3 separate regions of the Mus musculus genome follow, and regions 1 and 3 are each linked to region 2. A link is a contact called in public Micro-C data. All regions are on one chromosome and are shown on one strand. The core of a region is the stretch at or near the end of the contact, and the rest is flanking DNA. Distances in the headings are between cores, read along the strand shown. Region 1 overlaps Gm31711 (a long non-coding RNA gene). Region 2 has its middle 440 kb from the start of Gm25020. Region 3 overlaps Sugct (succinyl-CoA glutarate-CoA transferase).

What was found. Hi-C and Micro-C count contacts between places; a contact is called where the count stands out from the background.
Region 1: a contact with region 2 is called in a Micro-C map of the HL-1 cell line, with 6 times the contacts expected there. The contact joins two enhancer-like sites. A contact is called at or near these places in 7 of 484 Hi-C or Micro-C datasets (the AML12 cell line, the HL-1 cell line, adipose-derived mesenchymal stem cells and 2 more), 3 of 115 datasets of contacts at active chromatin or transcription factors (astrocytes, embryonic fibroblasts and embryonic stem cells) and 1 of 9 other capture datasets (embryonic stem cells).
Region 3: a contact with region 2 is called in a Micro-C map of embryonic fibroblasts, with 8 times the contacts expected there. The contact joins two enhancer-like sites. A contact is called at or near these places in 1 of 15 datasets of contacts at CTCF or cohesin (the NIH/3T3 cell line) and 1 of 484 Hi-C or Micro-C datasets (embryonic fibroblasts).

Annotation. Positions count from the first base shown.
Region 1 is chr13:16,214,197-16,217,806 of GRCm38.p6, forward strand. Gm31711 (a long non-coding RNA gene) reads right to left here. Exons shown (of 9, transcript XR_382099.2): 7 at 1-183. Among named protein-coding and RNA genes, the nearest start is that of Gm31711, 45 kb to the right of the region's middle. Within about 2 kb of position 2,310, at least 11 of the 459 cell types and tissues checked have an H3K27ac peak or open chromatin away from gene starts, as enhancers often do. A contact at or near this core is called in the HL-1 cell line, where this site is marked.
Region 2 is chr13:16,760,136-16,763,917 of GRCm38.p6, forward strand. No RefSeq gene overlaps it. Among named protein-coding and RNA genes, the nearest start is that of Gm25020, 440 kb to the right of the region's middle. Within about 2 kb of position 1,531, at least 76 of the 459 cell types and tissues checked have an H3K27ac peak or open chromatin away from gene starts, as enhancers often do. A contact at or near this core is called in the HL-1 cell line and embryonic fibroblasts, where this site is marked.
Region 3 is chr13:17,295,741-17,299,516 of GRCm38.p6, forward strand. The region is part of intron 11 of Sugct (succinyl-CoA glutarate-CoA transferase); the gene reads right to left. Among named protein-coding and RNA genes, the nearest start is that of Gm25020, 92 kb to the left of the region's middle. Within about 2 kb of position 1,326, at least 25 of the 459 cell types and tissues checked have an H3K27ac peak or open chromatin away from gene starts, as enhancers often do. A contact at or near this core is called in embryonic fibroblasts, where this site is marked.

The DNA.
Region 1 (3,610 bases), core at 1,060-3,559, 550 kb before region 2:
ATCAGCAGCAGGAGTGCAGCTCTTGATATACCATGGTTATTTAAAAAGAAGTCTGTCCACATGTCCCTCTGGCTTCTTGATTGGCTGATTGCTATACCTTTCTCCACTCTCATAGTGAGATGCTCACCAGAGAAGAAACCCATGGCAGCACCTGACACTGGATCTGTGACCTCCAAATGAAAGCTAAAAAACAAACAAGCGAAACAAATCAAAATGAGCCAAAAACCTCCTTAAAAAAAAAAAAAGTCTCCAAGGCTATGACAAGCATGGGTACTTCATAGATCTGTCTTTTCTAGACCAATCAGCCAAGCACATATAACATCATTTTTCCTTCATTCTAAAAGACTTAACTGCAAGATACATGTAACGCACAGTTTTAATACCATCTATCAAATTGGTATCTTTTATGCCCAGAGTGCAGATGCTACTTAGGTTAAAATAAACTAGTCTGAAAAAGTATATAATATCAAGCGAAATAAACATGTGGTCATAATTGATTTTTGAGGTAGAAAACACACATTATAAGATCAGGGGCACTGACGTTTGAATTTCTGCCCTACTGCTTACTGACCTTGGGAAAGTTGCTGATTTTTTAAGGTCTCAAATTTCTTGTAACTGAAGATACGGATCTGTGTCATAGGGTTGCGGTAAGACTTCAGTGAGACAATGTGTATAAGCTGTTTAGCACGTGGTGAGTGCTCATTGAATGTTTATTGCTTTTATTAGGAATGCTGTATAACTAGGTAGCATAAAATATTGATTTGGATCCTTGCTATTTTTGGGAACCATGCAAGGTTCTAAAAATACAAAGATATTCTCATTTATTTAAGAGAGATGTTCATCAGGTACCATTTTTCTGATACTAGTCTGGCCAACCCAAAACAAACTTAATGATATGGTTTGGAGATATTTTCTTGTTTGCTTCATTATGCTTTGGCTGGGCATGTTTTAACTTATATGTTTCTTACTTATATATTGTGATATCTAATTTTATATTTTATGGGTTTTTGTGTATGTGAGTGTGTGTCCCTGGGTCTGTCTGTGTTTCTGGAGCTTTTTCTTTGACTTTTTTTCTTTTCTTTTTTCCTTTTTTTTTTTTTTGTTTGTTTTTGGTTTGTTTGTTTTTCTCCTTCCTTTCTTCCTTCCTTCCTTCCTTCCTTCCTTCCTTCCTTCCTTCCTTTCTTTCTTTCTTTCTTTTTTTGGTTTTTATTTTCAAGACAGGTAGCCTTGGCTGTCCTGGAACTCACTCTGTAGACCAGGCCGGCCTTGAACTCAGAAATCCACCGGCCTCTGCCTCCCAAGTGCTGGGATTAAAGGTATGCACCACCACTGCCCAGCTGTTTGTCTTTATTCTTTATTTTAGCTACCTGATTTTTTAAAAATGGGTGTGTGTGTGATTGAAAGGAGAGGAGAGGAGAGGAAGAGAGAGAGAGAGAGAGAGAGAGAGAGAGAGAGAGAGAGAGAGAGAGAGAGAGTTGGGCAAGAGGTAGGGAGGCTCTGAGAGGAGTTTGGGAAATGATGACCAGAATATAGTGTATAAAATCAATTTTCAATAAAAACAAAGACTAAAATGAAGGAAGTTAGGGTAGGATAAATTAGTCTTAGAAGGGAAGGGACTCTTCATGGATGAACAAGATACTTAATATAGTTAGTCAAAACAGTGTGAATGTTGCACATGGAGAGGCAGCATGTAAGAGGCATGATAATGAAACATAAGTCATACCATGTATGCATAGTACCATATAATAGCATGGTATATGGCCAGGCAGATGAAGAGCTATAGGAAGGGTGAAGTGAGAGAGGATCGTGAGTGTGGGTAAAGACTTAAACTTAGGACATAAGTTGGAGGTATTTCATTCAGATCTATGTCTTAGTTGGCATTGCCTAGTGTGGAGAATATTATCTAGTATATTAGGGAGAAAGACCTCTTGAGAAGTGATGTAAAAGAGAGGAACTATACTCACAGCCTATATAAATGCAGTGGTCTCTAGATGATTTTAGAAAGTAAGCTTGTTCATTAGTTGATTACAAGAGATGAGCAAGTCAGAGGGTAAATTCAAAGCACTTATCTTTAATGATCATATTTGCTGTCCAAATAATCAACACTGTCGAGAGTAGATACGAGGGAAGAAAATACTGAGTCCTGAAAGTGTCAGGCTATAGTTAATGTCAGTTCTCACTAGTTAAAATATTTATGAATCATTTGTGATTCATAACAAAAATCAAATGGTGAAGTATGACATTAGACATAACATATGGGTTAACATGGGTGACCTGTGGCTGGCCCAGGGCTCGGGCTGCTGGGCCAAGTTGGACAGGAAGTTTGACTACACACATTGGACTGTGAGAAGCCGCAGGACCCATAGCCTGGGACAGAAAGGGAAAGGGCTAGAGGAGAGAGCCCTGGCTGGTTCCGGCTAGGAGGAGAGTGTCCCTGGCTTACTCTGTAGAGTGGCTTGGCTTGGTGGAGACTATGTTGGCTGAGAACACAGAGAGGCTGCGTGTGGGAGATTGGGCACTGCTCTTTAGAGGAAGATCTGCTCCAAGAGACAGTCCATGGTTTTAAAGCATTTATTGCTATGGTCGAGAGTTGTGATGAGTGAAACTGTACCCCACTTTCTCAGGGCAGGCCGGAGGTTAAATACTTTTTGCAGGGAGCAGTCTCTGGGAAGGAGAGCTTAATTGACAAAGCCCTTCAGACCTTTAGGGAGCTCATTAACACAGAGATTTGTCTTGAGTTCACTTGAGCTGTAGTCACATCCTCTACCTGTGGAGGTGTGTGGGGAATTGCCCTATGTGAGGGATGGCCACAGAACTATGGAGAGCTGGGGCCTCGTGTCAGGAGCCCAGTGTCTGGGAACGTGGCAAAGAACACCAGCTAGGTCTCCAGGGTTTAAACATAGCTCAACCAGAAAACGGGCTGTCTCTCACAGTCCCACAATAGCATATTAAAAGAATTTCATTGATTACTTCCAAATATGTGCCTTTATAGGGCCATGGTGTTCATTGTTGTGGATCACAGTCATGTAAGATTCCTAAATCCTTTTTTCCTTTAGTGGCTTGCATACTGCCTTCGGATACTGTGAAAGCTCGTCTTCAGAGAATAGGCTTTGTGTTTTCTGCCTCATAGGACGATTGTTTTCTTACATGTACAGAACCTTTTCAGTTTTATGAGGAAATTATCAGTTGTTGGCCTTACTTCTTGTGTGAATAAAGTCGTGTTCATAAAATGGGAAAAGATTTCAACTTTCAAGTTTCACATTGGGGACTTTGATCCATTTAGAGTTAAAATTTATTAAGTATGATAGATAGATGGAGGTCTAATAGATAAGTGTCAAACCTATCTATTATAATATTATATAATAATATAATACTATATAATATTATAATGATGATATAATAATATGATATCACATAATAATATATAACAATTATATATTATATATCATATATAATACATGATATATCATGTATAATATATGATAGGTAAGATGCACCATGCAATTACAATAATATGGCTGTGTAAAACAAGACCTGAATGATGATACCACACATTAACATCCCTAAATGGTAGATGGGGAAAATGAACTGGCCTCCACATCTAGAAGAA
Region 2 (3,782 bases), core at 281-2,780:
ACTAATAAATATATATGTTATCACAGAGGTATTTGCTTCAGTAGATAATCATGTAACTTTCAGAAATAATTTCACAATCTTAAAGTAGTTACTCTTCAATAAGGCAACTATTCAGTCAATAAATGCCATTCTGTGTGATCACCAGGGTGGCTGCCAAGTGAGGTGACCTTAAAAAGTGGAGGAGAACTAAAGGAAGAGAGGGTGGGTATCCAGAATAAAACCAAACATTTTACAACAGGAGGCTCTCAGGGAGACTGGCTAGGTTCCATAGAAGCCCATTCATATCTGGAAGTCTTTATCATTGTTTTAAGGCTGGAAATCAATGACTACTATCCTCTTGAGAGTCTGAAACCTGAAACAAGAATATTTCTCTAAGCACCTTTGCAAATGTACTTAATTTTCCGTGAGAACTCACTGTCTTGAACTGGCTCCTGGAATTCAAGGCAAGGGTAGGAAGTCGAATCCAATAAATGAATAACTTTCAGGAACTTCAAACTTGATTATTTCTGATGGCTCTTCCTTGTTTAAAAAAAAAAACAAAAAAACAAAAAAAAACAAAAAAACAAAAAACAAAAAACAGGTAGGGTAGTTTGCACTTAGGTAACTCTTTGAAAGAGGAGACCAAGAGCATACAGCCTGTGTACGCTGATGAGCCTCATTCTATATCTTGTTGGCTCAGAGTGCCTTTGTTTGGAATCTTGCCCCTGGTCGAGGGTCAGCTAACTAAAGAGGGAATGAGATTCAAATTCTTTAATTAGTTTCTCAGTGATTCTCTACAGTTGGCAATGAAGGAAATACTTTCTGGGAGATCAGGTTCTTACCCTGAAAGTTTGGATACTTGAAAGACCAAGATCATTTTCAGCCCATTGTTCTAGCCTGCCTCTGAACTGGGTTTTCTGCTAAAGTCTTTGGAGCCAAATTTTTATTTCATCCTCACAACCATGGCTCAGAGGCACCAATAAGCATGCCTCATGAATGCACAAAGGCCTGTCATCTTACCAGCACTTAACATAGTACATTCGTGGAGCTACTTGAAAGGCAAACAGGTTTTGTTTGTGAATATTGTGAATGAACATTGCAATAGACTGTACACATATCTTGGCATGTTCAGAGGTCAAGTCCTCCAAAAATTTTCCCCCAGAGTGAGGGCAGCTCACCAACTATGCTGAAGCTTTCTTAGAAGTCGGTACTGTGAGTAGGGGAGGATTCAGACAAGCATCTTTGGAATGACCACGCCCTATCCTAACAATAGGTGCTAATTTCCACTGTCCATGTTGTCCCTTTAAACGCTGACCATTTAGCCTGGCACAAAGGCAGCATACAGAAAGACATGACTCCATTGATATAGTTGTATGCTAAGTAAAACATTCTTCCAAAGGCACAGAACACGTGACTCCAGTGCCATCTTCCGAGTAGGACACTGCATACTTGAACAAAAGCCACAAAGAAGTGATCATGCCTTTCCAGCTTATGCAGCAGCTGGAATGTATCTGACAGGGACCCCACCCTGGCCTTGTTAGTGAGTCATGGTCCTTCCTCCTTGGGGAGGACTTGCCCGGCTTCCTGATAGAGGAGAAGGCCATATATGGAGACATCTCTTCTCTTGCCTCTGGGTGGAGAAATGGAACAGAAAGAAAGTTCAAATCTTGTATTGATGTCTACTCTTACAAAAATATTCTTTTGAGCAGTTTGACTTTCCTGTATAAAGCCATATTAAACACACTTCACTTCAGACATTTAGTTGAAAGAAAAACATCTGCTTTCTGAGGGTTATTAAAGTTCTACCTTCAGCCTTCCAAGTCTGGGGAAAGACAACTTTGGGAGGAAACAGTCTCTGATTTGGTGCATCAAATGGCTCTCAGAGTAAAGGTTGGATACACACCGTGTTCACCCAAAATAGGAAGCCAACATTAAGGAGGAAATCAAGAGTAGAGAAAACATGTAAAACTGATTTTTTTTTTTACACTCTTGGGAAAGGCTCTTTAGTCTTTTTTGCATTACTGGAAACATGTCTCTCCCATGAGACTCCAAAGTGATGTCCACTCTATCATGACCAGCATGTAATCAGTTCTAAGTTCTGTGAACCACCTGCTATCTCATGAGAGATTTCTCCAGCAGCCACTTGTTCGGCTGTGCTGAATACTGACATGGAACTGATGTCTTTACAATATGCTAATGCTGCATGTGCATATCTTGCAGAGTGTTAAACAGTACAGCAGTTTATTAATGCTGTTATTTGCCTCTTTTTTCAACACTGTGTGCATGCTCTGCAATGGTCAGAAGGACGGGGATTGCAGCTTAGTCATGTCCAGGCCCCACTCTTCCCCTGCATTCTCCTTATCCCCGTGCTGTGTACTTGCTGAGCACTGCAGTATTGATGACTTGGTTCATGAGGCCCTGTTGCACATGTCCACACGGGAGGCTGGCCTTTTGGCTGCGATGATGATTCCCCAGTGCCCTAATTCTGAAGCAGTGTTTGAAGTTTTCGGCTGCGTCTTTTAAGTTATTACTTCTGCCCACCCTGCCTAGGACGACTCGAAAAATAACAAATAACAACAATAAGCCTGCCTTAACACTGCCAAAAGAAACTGCCTGGGACTTTTCAGAAGCCACATTCAATTTATGAATAAATGAAATAGATCTTCTCGACCAACCATGACAATAAGCACTGGCCTACATATTCAGGGCCTGAAAGAAGTCGAGGCAATGGGCCTAATGAGAAGCAGTCAGCGAATCTAATGAGAATCAGACAGAAGGCCTAATGAGACATTTAACATGCTCTGCCTCTCCCCTCCTCTTTTGTTCAGTTTTCATGGGAATCTGTGTTTGGGGAGCTCAGTTGCACTGGCTACAAGCAGATACATATGGCTTCAGTGGGGGATCCAGGAAGCAAGAGAAAGACTAAAGATACCCGAGTATGGGCGAGTCAAACCTAGAAAATAGACGCAAATGACATGCTAATGATAAGACTTGGCTTTTATTTTTAATTGAATCCAATCCTTTCTCAGGATACCAGAGAGTCACAGGGCTATGGGCGATAGGACAATAAACGGGCAAAGATTTCAATTGCATTACATCACTGCTCAGAGGGAAAGAGCCATAAGAAAAACCAGCAGTTCTGTTTCAGCCACCTGGAGTGAAGGGGTTGCAACAGAGTGATACCTGGGATTGCCTCCTTATGAAGCCACATTCCTGGGAACAGTAGGTGGTTTCATGTGTTGATCTTGGACAGAGTTGGCAGCTAGCAAGATAGCTATCAAATTATAAGTTAGGCAGGACTGGGTGTAGGGAAGGGATATGAACCTTACTCAGTTACAGCTCAGCATATCCATTACCTGTGTTGGAGGTATGGAAAGGGTGTCCAACACACACACACACACACACACACACACACACACACACACACACACCAGAGTTCAAATGTTTACCTGATCCATGGATTTAGTAGCTTCAGAGTGTAGAATGGTTTTGAGAGAACATAGGCATGATTTCTAATTCCTCTAGCTTTCCAGCAGAGGAAATTTGCATTGGCTCTTGTTGCTTGCCTATCAAATTAACAGTCTCCTTGGATATAAATGCTCTTTGTTTTAGTTGCTTACTCAAATATATGCTTTAAGTGCAACCCTATTTCTTTCCCTAGCCATCTGTTTGTGTATTTATAACAACTCATTTTTTCTTTCTTTCTTTCTCTCCTTTTTTCTCTTTTTTTTTTTTTTTTTTTTCTTTTTGGGTTGCCAACATCCTGCTTCTTGTAGCCTACCTGTATCTGAGCAACAATCTGA
Region 3 (3,776 bases), core at 76-2,575, 540 kb after region 2:
GAGCATGAGTCTCTACAGTTTTTCCTTGGCTTTGTTGGCCTTAACACTGCAATCATCCCTATTTAGCCAATTCAACTCTACTGTGACAGCTCTGTTGTACACTGACTCTTGTATTCTCTGAAAGATCATGTATTGAATTTCAGAGACTCAAATGAGTATGAGAAACAAAGCTCAAAAACACTTTTAAGAGTCAGCACAAAATGGCTGATTCTGTTCCCAGAACACTCTAAAAGCAACAGTACTATAATCTGCTATATAACTACTTTTGACAGAACATCATTTTTGTGTGACTCTGTATAAATATGACTTTGAGGTGGGAGGCCTGGGCCTTTGACTGAGGCTATGCCTTTGCCACACTGACTGTATCTGTCTGTAAGCCTGTGTGCTGCCTACCTGTACACAGCCTATGTGTGGCAGCATGTGTTTGAGTCCCTGCCTGCTTCGCAACCCTAGTCAGAGTGAGTGAGGTCCTAACTACCTGAGTGTCCTCAAGTTCTCTTCAGTCTCCTGGCATGGGGATCATGGACCTCACACAAGATGTCAGTGTTGCTGGTTTTGCTTTATTCTGGTTAACTAATATTAAATCAGGTACCTTTGAGCTTATAGTCCCTCTTTTAACACTGAATTTATGTTCCAGGTTCCAGCCTCAAAAATTTTGTACATATCTATTTAAAAAAAAAACATGGTGACAATTAGATAATTAGAGGAATTTTTAAAAAATAAATTCTTAATTCAATTCCAAAAACATTTATCACCACTTTTTAGAAATCCCTAAAATGGAACATTTAATCTCACAATGATTCACTATAGTAAACTCTAAAATTAAGTAAGCTCACAGCCCTGCCCCTGAGACATCATTTAAGGGATCGAATCAGCCAGCGATGGCTGGAGCACTGTGCAGACTGTTGCTTTTGCTCATGAGAAAGCAGCACAGCACTTTTAACAATGACTTTCTGGACTGAATCCAAGAGACACTGGCTTTACATTAGTAACAGTTTCCCAGCGTTTAAAAGTTAATACCCATGTCATTCCAAACCACATTTTTTTTCTTCATTCAGTATTTTTTTTTTTTGAGTCTTTAAAATTAGCTCACATAAATATTTCTGTTTTTTTTTTTTAAAAAAAAAAAAAACCTTTCCTTCCCCCACTTAACTCCATCTGTCCTTCAAGATTCATGACAAGTGGAACTGCCTCCAGGAAGTCTTCCCTGGCTGACGTTGGCTGAAGCATTTAGTCCCTTCTCTTAAGCTCCACAGCACACTGGCCACCCTGGCCCTAGCCACACACTGCTAGTGTGGAGTCATTCACTGCTTTATGTATTTGCTCTCGTAATTACACCAGGAACTCCTCAGAAGCCAAGGCTTCACATTTCACCCCAATGTCTGCTGCACCAGGGTATCTAGGCAAAGGCCAAAGAATGTTAGTAATGCAGGAGGGAGGCAGGGAATGCTATGAATGTTGTTTCTACTTTCGCCATTGTTCTCCATTCCTTCAGTCTCATTTCAGGGCTTCCTGATATTTCTCTCCAAACTACTACACATCGTCTCCATCCCCCTTTTCTTGGACTGAACACACATAAAGACTTCCCTCTTGTGGTCCTATCTACAAGTCACACAAGTTGAGTCTGTTGTTCCTGAGCATCACAAAGATGGGATGTGTTTGTGCTTGCCAGAACCTGGACCAATCTGTAACTTGGACTCTTTGGGCTTTAGCTAAGGTTTAATAAGTTTTAGCTTTACCTGGTGTTCAACATTAGCAGCTGGGTAAACAGAGTTTCTGTAACACTCAGGATAAAATGGCAAGCTCAAGGGGAATGTCTTCCATATTACAAAAAGAAAAAAAAAAAAAAAAACGATTTGCTGGCAGGCACAGTGGGGACTTAGGAACACCTGAGAGGCCTGGAGGGAACTGTGTGTGCTGGCTACAGAAACACTTGATGACCAAAGCAGGCAGCTGAGTCTCAGAGAAGGCCTCCAAAGGTACTCCAAGAGAACAGTCAAAGAAAACCTCCCACAGGCCCTTTGAGCAGTCTAAGAATTCCACTGTGTACAAAGGGAATTCCTGATTCTGCAGACTTCACATGAATCCTACTGTGGCAAAGATGGAAATAGTCACTGCCAAGGAAAATTCTTGGAAGATTATGAACCACAGTAGGAAATCCATATGTCTACTGAGGAGCACACACTTGTAAAAGTCTGGTAATGCCTCAGTTCCCAGTTTGGGGTGTCAAATTGAGTGCAGGAACTGAGTTTCTTATGAGTCCATCATGCCTAGAGTTTATTTTTAGTTTATTTTAAGAGTTATCTGTACTGCTAGTTCATTCTCAGAAATGCAGCCCTAGTTTGACATATTCTAAAGATGAGCATATATGTAGGCACATAAGAAAAGTACCTATTTTCATAATAGACAACAGGCAAACCCCTGCTATATTCACATGTTGATGTAACTTTTGATCTAAAAATATACTTCCAATTCAAGAGGGATTGGCAGATACTAGAAAAATATAACATTTATATTAATATATTTAAAAAGACAATAAATGGTTAATGCACTCCAGTTGTAATATTTTTTGAAGCAAAAAGAAGGTTTTTTTTTTTTAAAGAAAACATTATATGAAAAACATGCTCAAAACAACTGCAAGAACTGTCTTCTAGAAAGTCTGCAAGCATGCAGGGAGCTGGGCATTTTGTCTATATTTTTATGCCAGTCCTTAGTATGTCGTAGGTATTCTATATTTGTAAAAATAAATGAGTGAGTGAATGAGCAAGTAAACAAATTTAAGAGAGTCCAGTATTGAGTACTAAATGTTACAAGGGAAATTGAGCTTTCTCTCAGGGTTCTTAGTCTTCTTAATAAGAACAAAACCTTAAGAACAATTCAGATGAAAGGTCGGGGACAATTTTATTAGCACCTACTAGAAAAACCACAGGCAGTCTAGCTGTAAACCTCAGTAGCTGCCTGGAGGTGAGGCAGAATGAAAAAGCAGGAACACAAGGACCTGGGGGCTAGGTATGGAGGTTCAGCAAGATGAGGAATAGGGAGGCACCGTAAGATAAAGAGCTAAAACGTCCAAGGGTCTAAAAAGTTAGCTTAGGTCCTGGCCAATATCCAAAAGAAAACGAAGAGAAAGGAAAAGTTGCACCTTTCTGAATCAGAGAATTCATGACAACTATATAGAGAATAAGAACTCCGGGGAGACAAAGTGCAGAGTCTTATTAAGAGGATAATTATCTCTCCTATCTCTTTAGCATGGCATAAACTGAACCCACCTGTTTGTGGGGTGGTTCCTTAACAAGGTGATTTACTGGCCCTACTGAGTAAAGTCTTACCGTTGGGGGGGGAGGGGTATGTTGAAATAGTAGGTGCTCCCTTGGGAAACAGCATTCCCTTAATGGGCCTCAATAGAGCCCGAGTAAGAATCCTTTAATAGAAGTACTTCCTATGGAAACTCCTGAGTTTCCATGGCCACTCCACTGAAATAGAAGGAAGTTTTATTGGCTTAAGGTTACTGGAATACTTTGAACTTTCTCGCAAGTAAAGATTTGCTGCAGAGCTAACTCATTTTTTAACCTCCTACCAAAAACCTACAATTCCTTTATTTCACAATTTAAGCATCACCCTGATGTACTTTTCACCTCTCTCAATGTCCGTGCCCCAACCTTGGCCTTGGCCTTCCTCCCCTAGCCTAGGACACAGCATCTTGAACCGGTTCTTAAACTTTATCACATGCCCTCAGCCTTAGAAACTTCTCCCAGAGGTCTGCTGACTCATTTCTC